2 separate regions of the Mus musculus genome follow, and region 2 is linked to region 1. The links are chromatin contacts, called in public HiChIP or PLAC-seq maps. All regions are on one chromosome and are shown on one strand. Each heading gives the region's core, a stretch centred on a gene start, on an enhancer-like site or on the middle of the called end of the contact. The rest is flanking DNA. Distances are from core to core; before and after follow the strand shown. Region 1 overlaps Vav2 (vav 2 oncogene). Region 2 holds the start of Vav2 (vav 2 oncogene).

The links. HiChIP or PLAC-seq counts read pairs in DNA pulled down with a chosen protein or histone mark.
Region 2: a contact with region 1 is called in an H3K4me3 HiChIP or PLAC-seq map of microglia, with 7 times the contacts expected there. The contact joins the promoter of Vav2 here to the enhancer-like site in region 1. A contact is called at or near these places in 22 of 39 promoter capture datasets (the 3T3-L1 cell line, 3T3-L1-derived adipocytes, the C10 cell line and 16 more), 1 of 15 datasets of contacts at CTCF or cohesin (the NIH/3T3 cell line), 80 of 484 Hi-C or Micro-C datasets (B cells, the C10 cell line, the C2C12 cell line and 50 more), 35 of 115 datasets of contacts at active chromatin or transcription factors (the 230-238 cell line, the HPC-7 cell line, the SCID.adh cell line and 24 more) and 3 of 9 other capture datasets (adipose tissue, liver and pancreatic islet).

The regions. Positions count from the first base shown.
Region 1 is chr2:27,306,244-27,312,564 of GRCm38.p6, forward strand. The region is part of intron 4 of Vav2 (vav 2 oncogene); the gene reads right to left. Among named protein-coding and RNA genes, the nearest start is that of Sardh, 62 kb to the left of the region's middle. Within about 2 kb of position 2,403, at least 17 of the 459 cell types and tissues checked have an H3K27ac peak or open chromatin away from gene starts, as enhancers often do. A contact at or near this core is called in B cells, bone marrow-derived dendritic cells, germinal center B cells and 2 more, where this site is marked.
Region 2 is chr2:27,424,362-27,430,682 of GRCm38.p6, forward strand. Vav2 (vav 2 oncogene) reads right to left here and starts at 3,247. Exons shown (of 28, transcript NM_009500.2): 1 at 1,915-3,247. The coding sequence starts at 2,118.

The sequences.
Region 1 (6,321 bases), core at 1,153-3,652:
GGCCATGGTGGGCAAGCAGGGGCCCTAGAGAGATGGGCTCAGAGGTAAACAACACATACTGCTCTTGCAAAAGACCCAAGTTTTGTTCCCAGCACGCACATCAGGTGGCTCCAGGGGAGCCAACACTTTATTCTGAATTCTGTGGAACTCTGCTCTCACAATTGCACATGCCACCACCCCACACATACTTAAAAACAGAAGAAATCTGGGGCTAGAGGGATAGCTCAGTGGTGATAGCACTGATTGCTTTTGCAGAGGACCTGGGTTCAGTTCCCAGAAACCATATGGCAGCTCACAACCATCCATAATTCCTGTCCTAGGATATTTACTGCCTCCCTCTGGCCTCCATAGGCTCTGCATGTGTGGTGTACACACACACACACACACACACACACACACACACACACACACAAACACACACACAGACAAAAACAAACAGATCCTAAAAATACACTAAGAATCTTGTTTTTTAAAAAAATGGGCGGCAGCTAAGGAAAGCTGCTCAAACCCAGAGTTTTCCTGGTCTCCACATGTACAAGTGTGCACTGCACACATGTGATCACACACAGTAGTGTTGGTATAGTGAACAGAAATTGCTATGTAAGCATTTCTCCCGCAGAGAGAGACAGAGCGAGCGAGTCCAAGAGAGCACACACTTTCACTTCTTTTGAAAGCCACACGCTGGAGCTGCTGGGTGTGGGAAAGGCAGGCTTGACTCCCTAAGCCTTTGCTTGCCCAGTGTTCTTCGCCGTGGCTACAGCATCCACATCCCTCCGGAAGTCTGTGCAAGGTCCGGTGCCTCACAGCTCCTCTAGCAGCTGTCGTCCATGCTCTGCAGTTCAGCCGCTGCAGTGGACAAGCATTGACTCTGTAATTCCCTACTGACTGCTGATAATGTATTGATGGTCTATCTTCCTGTATGGAAGGTACATTCAAAACTTCTATTTCTAAATCTTGAATGTTTCTCTTGTTGAATTTTAAGCTCTCTATATATTGCAAGTAAACGCTTTGGTGACAACCTCTCACTCCATCTCTAGATTGGCTATTTGTTTTGTTTTATTTTTTAATATATCCTGATAAGCATTTATTTTTTTATTTTTATCATGTGTACGGTTATTTTGCCCGTATGTCTGTGTACCACATGTATGCTTGGTGCCCTCAGAGGTCAGAACAGGGCATCAGATCTGCTAAGAACTAGAGTTACAGGTTGTTGTGAGCCATTACACGGGGGCTGGGAGAATATGACTCAGGTCATCTGCAAGAGCAACAGATGTTCTTAAGCTCCAAGCCACCTCTAGCCCCTGCTAAGCATTGATGCTTAACTGAACAAAGCCCGACTTCTCAGTTTTCCTTCTGTGCCATCCCAATACTATTTGTAATCCTCTAGAAAAAAATCCTCTATCTTCCCTAAGAAACCTCTGCTTCCGTCTAAGCCACAGAGGACGGACGCCTGACATCTTGCTTCAGTGCTTCGGCTGGGGTGCTGGATCCATCCCAGTGAACTGGTTCTGTATATAACATCCCACAGGATGCCTGTGTGTTCCAGAGTCATCTGCCCAAGACTTCTTTCTTTCTGTTTGGCTTCTTAAACATCTTGGACAAACCTCCATCTCGCCCTAAAACTCTGGGTCCCATCCAGAGCTCTTGGCTCTGGCCCCCATGGCACTCAGCTGCCTGTGTGCATTGTGCAAATAATGCTGTTTCACATCAATTTACAGGAGTGTTTGTGATGGAGTCTAAGCCCCCGGCTTTCTCCTTTTACAACACAGAGATGGCTTGTTGGGTAAGGGTGTTTGCCACCTTCACCTGACAACCTGAGTTCCGTTCTTATTCTCCACACAGTGGAGGGAAAGAACTAATCCCCACACAGTGTCCTCTGAAACGCCACCGCAGGCCATGACACCTAATTTTGTTAACTGACCACTGGACATTTTGACTGATATGCATGAAGGCTCTGGATCCTGCAACTTCTCCTGACGTCCTGTTTATTCTCAGAGTGACCCCACCCCAGCTGGACTCGAATTCTGTCCTGCCGAGGGCAGAGCTGACACCACCACAGAAATCAGCTTCTAGCTGCCTCCATGCTTTGCTGAAACTCACGGGTCCCTTGCTACACAGATGTGTGAGGGTCAAGGGTGGATATGGTAGTAGGCTCAGGACTTCTACTCACTGAGACCCCTGCCTCTCAGCATTCAATAGTTTTTTCCTAGCCCAAAGTTTCAGTCTTCCATGTTCCTACCACAAAGCAGTTCTAAAGGCCTGAAAGCCACATGACCAGGTTCACCCCAGCCACAGTCCCACTTCCCAGTACCAATTTCTGTCTGAGTTTTACTTCTGCTGCTGGTGTTAAAATACTCTGGCAAACTATTTAAGAGAGAAGGGGTTTGTTTATCTGGCACACAGTTCCAGGATACAGTCTGTGTTTGCAGGGAAGTCAGGCAGCAGGAACTTGCAGCAGCCCGTCATACCACATGTAGATCACATCAAAGAGCGATGGATTACGGGTGCATGCTAGAGTGGTAACATGCTGGTGCTCAGCTTACTCTCTCCACTCTTACGGAGCCCATGATCCCCTGCTAGGGAATGGAGCCGCCCACAGTGGACTAGGCTTTCCCATCTCAATGAACATGATCCCTCACAGATATGCCCAGGGGCAAACCTGATCTAGACAATCTCTCACTGATAGATGTGTGTGAGGATATTCCCTCCACTTTCTCTCAGCTTTTGGCTGCTGTCCAGTGCCTCTGATTACACTGGCATTACTGGCTGGAGGAATGTTAGTCTGACCCTACCATTCTGTCATTGAAGAAAGCCAGATCTCCTTAGATATCAAGCAACCAGCATAAATGGAGGCTTAGAGGGTAGCATTATGTGTGACAATACAGTGATTGGAGTGGCCGTCCTCCAATGAGCACATACAGAAAAGCCTCTGAGGGAATCATCAGGTAGGAAAGGGGAGACTAAGGTTTGTCCCTCTGGTCACAGAACAAACAAGACTACAGGACTGGGCAGCTGGAAACACCATTCACAGGAAACTAAGATACTGGGAACATCCCCTAACAGATACGACAGCATCACATGGTACTGGGACTCTGGGAACACCCTACAGCAGAAATCTTAGCATCATCGAATGGTACTGAGAAACTGGGAATAGCGCCCAGCAGATAGCCCAACATCACACCATACAGAGATTTGAGAACACCCCTAGAATGATCACCCAACACATTATTTACTGTTGTATTCAGATCTTACCTTCCCAAAAACTCAATGGTGAGCAGGAATATCTATCCTGGCAGGATGTGTTTCACACACCACTTCCCACCATCTCTCTTAAACACCCTCAGGTCAAGCATGGTCAGCCAGAAAAGAAAGGGTATGTGAGTGTGAGTGTGTATGTGTGTGTGTGTGTGTGTGTGTGTGTGTAAACCTGTTCTAGTGCCTTAACCTAGGGTGACAGAGCCTCAAAGTTGCAGACTCCCCCCCACCCCCCCATCTCCACTCTGCCTCCTGCCCAGAAGCAGCCAATCTGATTCCTGTCTGTATCCTGGGCTGACACACAGAGCCACAAGGGAGCCCCGAGCAGACTCTCTACACCGATGCCATCTGCATTTATATGATGCAGTCTCTGCCCATTACTTAATTAATTCAGGTCAACAAACAGTTTCATGCATGAACTGAAGTTTCACATACGTATACTCCAAAGTACCAGAGAAATGAAGCGAACAAAGAAGAGCTCTCTTAAAAAAGAAAATAAAACTAAAAGTAAAATCAGACATAGTAAAGTAAAAACCATACGATAATCTCCGTGATCAACATAATCAAGCAACAGTCAGATACTTTTGGGTTGACCCATATCCATCCTAAGACCAGTTCTGCACCCAAACCCTTGTTGATCCTTAGGATAGAGATGGCTTCAAGGTGGAAGCATGGCAGGGGACAATGCTTAGATGAGAAGGGGGTTACTTTGGTGTCACTTTGCGAGGTGACAAGCTCAGGCTGTATGATGGCATCCCCAGCGTCCACTTTAGGGGGGTATAGTGCTTGTGATCTCAGGTCTGGGGAGGTGGAGAAAGGTAGGCGTCTGGGACTTGCTGGCCTGCCAAGCTGACTTAATGGGAGAACAAGGCCACTGACAGAACCTCTTTCAAAAGAAAACAAACAAACAAAAAATGGCACCCAAGGAATGCAGCCAAGGTTGATGTGCTCATGTGTGTATTAGGCATTCACACAGAGAGAAGGCTGGGACGATCCCAGGGCTTTTCACATGCCTTATGACACCAAATTAAAATGAGGACAAAGGCTAGGCCATGGAAGCCCAGGGGCTACACGGGCCTCTCAGGCTTATAGACATCACCCCTCTTGGTCCTGCTGCCATGAGAATACACAAGAAAGAATGTACGTGTGTGTGTGTGTGTGTGTGTGTGTGTGTGTGTGTGTGTGTGTGTGTGTGTGTGTGTGGTGGCAATCCCACACAGTGGCAGGACTATGACAATCAGACACAGCTGGGTCACATGGTGTGATGGCCCCTTACCTGCCCCACCTGCCCAACCCCTTCTGCCCCAGCCTCTCCCTCCTGAAGCTTCCTGAAGCTGCTGCACTGAGAGATGCTGCATCCCAGCAATGACTCCTTAGACCTGACGGCGCTCTTCCGGGAGCTCTGCCTGTGCCTCTGTGGCCCACAGCCTCACTCACTAGCCCGCATGGTAGCTGTCTCTGGTATCCTGCTTTTCAACGAGGCAGCTGCCCAGCTCACTCACTCTGCAAAACAGGGAGAAATGAGCAACTGCCCTCTGCCTTGGGCACTGGGTGTTTACAGAGGACACAAAGATCAAGCTGATAGGCTTGGCACACAGTGTGAACGCAGCCTCTGGCATGAAGCTGGCAGGCAGGCCTGTGACAAGCCACCATGAACTTGTTACTAGGAAACCAAAGGGGACATTTTTTGTGACCTCAGCCCACACCAGACTATAGTTCATCTCAGGGCACAGGCAGCAAAGAGTGGCTGCTGTGGACTGGATGGTCTGCGTGCGGGGACATACAGACAGGCAAGACACCTCAACACTTTTTTTTTGTTTGTTTGTTTGTTTGTTTGTTTTGTTTTTTGAGACAGGGTTTCTTTGTGTAGCTCTGGCTGTCCTGGAACTCACTCTGTAGACCAGGCTGGCCTCGAACTCAGAAATTCACCTGCCTCTGCCTCCCAAGTGCTGGGATTAAAGGCGTGCGCCACCACGCCCGGCACCTCGACACTTTTAATCACTCTCTGTGAGAGGAATCACTCTTGACTGCAGGTAGGAGCAGGGAACCATCTGACCATACCTACCTGGTTTCAAGTCTGCTGGGGCTCTGTCCCCCCACAACACACACACACACACACACACACACACACACACACACAAACGAAGCAACTGCCTCTTTTCTGGGAATCCCTTCCAAGCAGAAGTGCCTAGAAATATCCATAGATGGACAGTTACAGACAGACTGATAGACAAGGTAGCACTGGGTCACAAGGCTAGTCCCATAGGGACATCCTAGGCCCCTGACAGATGGCCCAGTATTTCAGTTCCTCCTTTGTCACATGGTGTGGGCTGTGTGGCCTCCAGCAAGGCACTTCCCCTCCTGAAGCTCTCTATCAACCAACTGCAAAATGGAGGGCAGAGCCCACCTGTGTGACTGAGGCTGAGGTGACATGGGACTCTGCAGGAGCAATGTGAGGGACACGAAAGGATGCTTCACACAAGGACTGCACGTCCATGTTCTGGGCATCCATTGCCACCCGGTGTCCTGCCCACCCCCTCTATGGGCGGGGACAAGTACCAAGGCACAGTGTGAAGACCAGAGGATAATGAGAAGAAGTCAGTGCTCTCCTTCTGTCTTATAGGTCCCGGGAACTGAACTCAGGCTGTCAGGCTTGGCAGCAAGCACCTTCACCTGCTGAGCCATCTCGCTGATCCTGGCTCTTCCATCTATCACTCCATGCTGGGCTCGGGTCACGCAATCTGCCTGCTTTGTTCCTTACAAATGACCCTAAGGAAGCTCAACCAACCAGGACGGGGATATAGAAAAACAATGGAAACTCAGTGTCAAGGTCGCCCAGTGCTCCGGACAAACATCTAGAGAAGGCATCCTTTTAACATGGCAGGACTTTGGGTGGCTTCTCAGAGGTGACTACTCATTTTGCAACGTTTTCTCTTAATATGCTGCTGTGTGTCACATCTGTGCCCAACACAACAGGCATGACACCAGAAAGGCCAAGTTTTTATCTCTCAGGGTTTCTAAAAGACATCATTGGATTTGCAAGACCCCATTAGGACAAAGCTCTCT
Region 2 (6,321 bases), core at 1,997-4,496, 120 kb after region 1:
CACCTGCTTTGTAGAGACCAAGGGACAGAAAAGCCTACACAAGATGACAAGCGAGAAGAGAACCCAGACCTTGGTGTCAGTGATCCCCAGCTGGTAAAGCCTGGAAGTTCCCAGGTCCCAAGGGTTGAACCCTGAAACCTGCCCAAGCCAGCACCCTTCATCCCATCCAGACCAAACAACAGAGACCTCCCAATATCCCTGCCAATCAGCCTCTCTCTCTTAACCCCACCTCACCCACAATCCCAGGTCAGACTCAAGCCTCCAGGCCCAACAACAGAACCTGCCAGAAGCAAGCCATTCATAAGCAAGCCTCCAGTTCAGTGAAGGCCCATAGGGAGAAGGGGAATCAAGACCCAGCTATGTGTAGGACTTGCCCTCTTCCCTTTCTCTAGCCTTGAAAGGGGTTAAAAACACCGCAGTCTCCCAGCCCCAACTTTGGGGAGAAGGGTCACACCTCCAGGTCTGTGAAAGTCCTCCCTATAGCTGGGCATGGTGGCAAACGCCTTTAATCCCAGCACTCGGGAGGTAGAGGATTTCTGAGTTGAGACCAGCCTGGTCTACAGAGTGAGTTCCAGGACAGCCAGGGCTACACAGAGAAACCCTGTCTCGAAAAATCAAAAAAAAAAAAAAAAAAAAAAAAAAAAGAAAGAAAGAAAAAGTTCTCCCTACAGCAACCATTTAAGTGTGCTACTTGGGCACACTCAGATCTTGCAGGACTCCAGATGCAAGACAGACCCTGAAATCTCCCTCTCTGGCTCTCTGGGCTGCTGGGGTACTGGTATCAAGCAGGAGGACAACCCTCTCTCTTTCCCTCCAGGGGCTCTCCTTTGTCAAACAGGAATCGGCTGGCCTCATCTCTATGGAAAGGCAGACACAGCCAAAGGGCTTTAGGGGGAGGGGTGAAACCCGCCAGAATATTAGGATTAGTGACTCTCGGAGTCATCGCGTTTCCCACAGTCCTAGAAGAGAATTCCCGGCGTCCACTAGGAGTTTCGAAGTGGGCGGGTCGCACCTGGACAGTACCCGGCTGAACTAGAGCTGCCTAACTCTTCTCTCCACCTCCCAGATCCCTTTAAAGAGCGACCCCCGAAGGGCGGGCCACATGCCTCGAATTTGCTTAACTCTCGGCCAAGTTCCCTTCAAGGGGCCAAGAAAAGCAGCTTCAGCCAGCAGAGCGGACATTTTCCTGCCCTGCCCTGCCCTGCCCTGCGGCCAAACGCGTGTCTTGGCCTCCACAAAGGCCACACTGGAGCGACCACCGAAGTGGGGGCAATGAGAAGGCGAAGAAGACTCCAACCCAGAGGCTATCCAGGAAGGCCCCCGAGGCAGCTGGTCCTGGGCTGGGGTCCGGGAGGAGGCGCAGGCCAGAGAGGGGGCGGCGCCCGGCCCTCCCGCTCCCTCCGGCCGTAGCACCCCACCCGGCCCGGCCCCTCCGCCGAGCTGCGGGTAACAGTAGCCACCACTCCACCTCATCCTTCAACGGCTCCAACTCAACCTCCATGGGCTCCGGTCGTCTGGCACGCAGCCGGGGACGTGACCCCCAGCGTGGCACGCACCCGGTTGGAAGGGACACTCGGGGACCCGGGCCTAGACGCAACACTGCAGTGCTGGGCGTTACACCGAGGCTGGAGTCGCCCTCCACCAGGCAGCCGTAGACTGGGGAGCCGGCGCACACAAACCGTTCCCGCGGCGGTGGTAGCGCGCCCTAGACTGGGGGACTTTAGCCAACTTCGCGCCTTCGGGGACCGCCGCTCTCTAGAGCGGGAAGAGGAGACCGGGATGTGACCTGCTCTGCACTGACCCCTGAGCCAGAAGCTCCGGCCAGAGAACCTGGGCCTCCCGCGGCCCACGCTCCAGTCAATGCGCCCCTCAGATCGCACACCCGAGTCCCTCCTGCAGTGCCGGGACCCTCACCTGGGACATCTGCGGCCGGAAGTTGATGTCCTTAAGGTCGATGGAACCGGGGGAGAGGTTGTGCAGCAGCTGGCACAGAAGGACGCCGTCGCGCAGCGCCTGCGCCAGGTCGAAGACCACCGCCGAGGGCCACACGACGCGGTGGTTGGGCGGCAGGACCTTGCAGTCGATGAGCCAGCGGCCGCATTGCCGCCACTGCTCCATGGCGCCCGCGGCGCCTGTGCGCTCGCCGCTGCGGCCGCTGGCCAGCTGGCTCAGGGTAGCGCTCCGGCCAAAGTGCGGTGACCGCGGGGCATCCCGCCCGCCCGCGCGGGGCTCGGCCGCCGGGGCGGGGCTTCGCGCAGGCGGCCCCGGGTCCCCGCTGCGCGGCCGCACGGCCCTCCTCTTCCTCCTCCTCCTCTTCGGGCTACTAGCCGGCCGCCGCTCCCGCCCACGTGCGGCCAACCGGCGCTCGCGGGGCAGCGTGCGGGGTCCCTCTTTCACACACACAAGTCCGCTCGTGCTCCGGCCGGGGCTCCACGCCTCCTGCAGTCGCAGCGCTTCTCGATCCGCCCCTCTGGGCGCCGCATTCTGAGCTCCGGGCGCCCCGCTTCGGCCACCGCTCCTGCCCCACCCGAGACAAAGGCGCAGCGGGTCGCTCGCTCCCTGCGTCCGGCGCCTGAGCTGCTCGCTCCACCGTCGCTTTGTTCGCCGGGCCCGCGGGCTCTACGCCACTCGCGGGGCACTGGGACTCCGAGGCTCCGCGGCTCCTAGGCGCTGGGGGTGCAGGGGGCGCGGCCACGGCCGGGCGGGGCCGGGGGCGGAGCTGGCACCTTCACCCGGCACCTCCCCGGAGACCCAAGCACCGCCTCCAACCCGTCCTCCCACTTCCTGCCCCTGGGCCGCCAGCGAAAGTTGAGGAAGGCGGGGCTCCTGAGCAGGCTCCCCGCCCACGACTTTCCCTAGGTGCACGTGGAGGCTGGAGGTCTTTCTTGCGGTGCGATGAGGCCGCCGCACGGCAGAAGAGACTAGAAGATGACCGCGGTAACGCTGGGTGCCCTTGCAGGGTCTTTCGGCAAAGATAGACCCCAGAACGCGAACCAGGCTGGCCTACACACCCTACGCCCCTATGGCCTCTTCCAGTCCTCTGTCCTTGCCAGGGTCCGCAAGACACTCCGCCTCCACAATAACGGAGAGAGGGGGAAAAAAATCCTTCACTTTCAGCCCCCTTGATTGTCTAGTGGGAGGTGCTGGAGAGATAGACCGTGTTGTGTCCTGAGGACATTGTGACAGTGGGAGGGACTTCAAAAGCATAAATAACTGATTTTTGTGATTAAAATTAATTTGCTCTGGACAGTATCAGGAGCTGTGGGTTCTTGGTAAAGAAGAAGGGAACCCCACAAAGCCAAGTCTTCTATGAGACTGGTGTCATGAAAGGGAGCTAGAAGAGAGGAAAGTGACCAGTTTCCAAGAGCCGAGCTTTTGTGGGCGGTGTTCTGTCAGCCCCTGCCTCTCTCAGTTTACCTGGGCCAGGGAAGGATGACAGATCTGTCCCCTGCACCCAGGGAAGTCCCTCCCAGAAAGGCCTCTCTCTGCAGGAAGTCCCATCACCTGCCCCACCTAAGGAGGAAGCATGAACCCTAATCCTAGAGATCCGGCAGAGAAGCCAGGTAGAGCCTTCAGCCCCTCTACTTCACCTCTGAATAGCTTCAGGGGAAGGACCTCCTGCGGACTGGGGGTTAAATCGTCCAAAGCACAGGGCTACAGGCAGACCCTCCAGCATCTCCCTAAGAGTCATTCAACACCCTGCACCAAAGGGAGGAAAAAGAAAGAAGGAAAGAAAGGAGATTGCAAAGCTGAAAGCAAAGCACCCTGCTAAATGCTGCTGCATTCATGCCTTGGCGTGTGTACCCAGGGAGCTCTCTCACAGAAAAGAGGCCTCTGTGCTCCCAGCACTCCAGCCTTCCTGCCTCATCAGAAGCTAAGACCAGGTCTAGGACAAACGAATTTTGCCATCCAATCAAGCGTTCGTCTGCTGCCCCCTGGTGGTCTTGAGGGCAATGGCATCAGCTGACAGCCTAGATGCTACAAAAGAGGGGTCTGTCTGTCTTTGAGGGGCTGTAGTGCAGAGCATATAGTGGAGTTAGCATGTCAGTCCTCCAAGTCAGAAGATCCAGGCCTCCTGGCACCAGCAGAACTCTCTGGTACCCAATTCCTTATCTGGCTAGTGGGGACATCACTCATCTCGGAAATAATAGAAAGGATGAATGAAGAAAAGCTGGGTGGGAAGTATTCCAGGTGTCTGTTGTGCATGTGTAGGTCAGAGTTCACGAGCTCAAAACAAACATGCGGAGGACTGGTAAAGGGGATCTTTCTCCTCACCCATTCTCTCAGCCCAGAACTGTTCACCAGGATTGCCCTCTGGAAGTGTCCAAGAGAAGTGTACCTCCCCACTTTGGTCATGAGCACCACTGAAAGCCACTTGTGCTGAATACCAGAGCTCTGCAGTGAACTGAGCAGACGAAACCCTGAGGTAGGAACTGTCAACCCCAGCCACATGTCTGGGATGTGGGAAGTGGGCCACCAACTAACCATGCACGAGGCTTCAGAGAAGAATGCCCCTGGAAAGGGGTAGCAGGTCTCCTGGGAGCTCTTACGGGATAGGGGCAAGCATGGCTATGGAGAGCCAGGCCTCGTCCAGAGGCAGTTCTACATCATAACGGAACTAAACATCTCTGTCTTCCCAGTCATGAGCTGGTCAGCTACAGCGTATTCTTTTATGGACTCTGATGTTAACTCCCCACTTCTAATTTGCCAGCAAGTTTCAGATTCTGAGCACTGCCAGCTCTGCCACCACCAAGGTCTATGTTCCTCCCCTTGGGTTCCTCAGCAGCCCGCTTCTACCTTGCCTTTCAGTCTGCCCTCCACAGCCAGCAAGGACCGAACCAAATCTAGATGCAACCCTGTCACTCTGTGACAGCACAAAACAAGCCCTTTGTGGTACTCAGCTCTCTAAAGATAAAATCTTTAGGCCTAGGGCTCTTTAAAAGAACACTGTTTGACAAGCATGAGGCCCCATCTCTAGCCCTTACAGCAGCGATTCTCAACCTGTGGGTCTGGACCCCTTGGGGCTAGGTTGCCTAAGACCATTCAAAGACACGGATATTTACATCATGAATCATAACAGTAACAAAAATTAGTTTTGATGTAACATAATATAATTGCAGTGAAAAATAATGTTATGGTTAGAGGTCACCACAACATGAGGTTGTGTTCAATACAGTTGTATTAAAGGGTCACAGCAAGCCGGGTGTGGTGGCGCACTCCTTTAATCCCAGCACTCGGGAGGTAGAGGCAGGCGGATTTCTGAGTTCGAGGCCAGCCTGGTCTACAAAGTGAGTTCCAGGACAGCCAGGGCTACACAGAGAAACCCTGTCTCGAAAAAACAAAAAGAAAAAAGAGAAAGAAAGAAAAGAAAAGAAACAAAGGGTCACAGCATTAAGAAGGTTGAGAACCACTGTCTTAAAGGAAAGGAAAAAGGAAAAAAAAAATGGCAGAATCTCTGCCGTGCAAACCCCCTATGACACAGCTTCCTTCTCTGGCTGCATCTTCTATGCCGCTCCTAGTTTTTTGCACTTCCAGTTTATCTGCCTAGAATTCTTCTACCAGAGAGAGACTTGACCAAGACTCTGGCTAGCAGAAAATGGATTTGAACTAGGTTCTCAACATGGAGTCCATTTTCCCATTGCTCCCAGCAGAGCTGTTTGTTTTTACTCCAGGCTGACCTGACCGTAAGGCTTAGGTGTCAGCAGGAGAGAAATCACAGAACACAACCTGTCTCTGCCCTCCAGGGCTCCTGCAGTGTCCCAACGACCCCCACGGTGAAACACTGGTCACCTGGCAACGCCAGGACAGGTCTCTGACCAGATCGCAAGTACCTCTGAGCACACAGCTGCCTCAGAGAAAGCATCTACAGACACTGGACTGTCCCAGAAACTGAGGGCCTCCCCTCCAGACCAGTCATTTTGACTCTTGGTTCATGTGTCCCCAACAAACACCCAGACACATTGCATGCTCTCTGTGCTTTTCATCAAAAAGGCCACCATCGAAGGTCTCTCGCTCACAGGGTCCAGCAAGGCTTCGAATTCAAAGGAATACCAGCATTGGCCTTCCTTTTCTCTACCACCTGGTCTACAGCCCTGAACCTTTTTTTACATCTTTTTACTGGTCCCTCAATCCATCTACCTGGCCCTTTGGATACTTAGCCTCTGATCTACTTAGTCCTTCATTCCCCTGCTCAGCCCTCCCGTGTCCCTTCCCTCTGTCTTTCCTTTCACATGGCTCAGGCCAGCCTCCCACCTGTCCATCACTACCTGCCCCACTCCTACCCACCCACTTATTACCTGCATCCACCCACGCAACCTACCA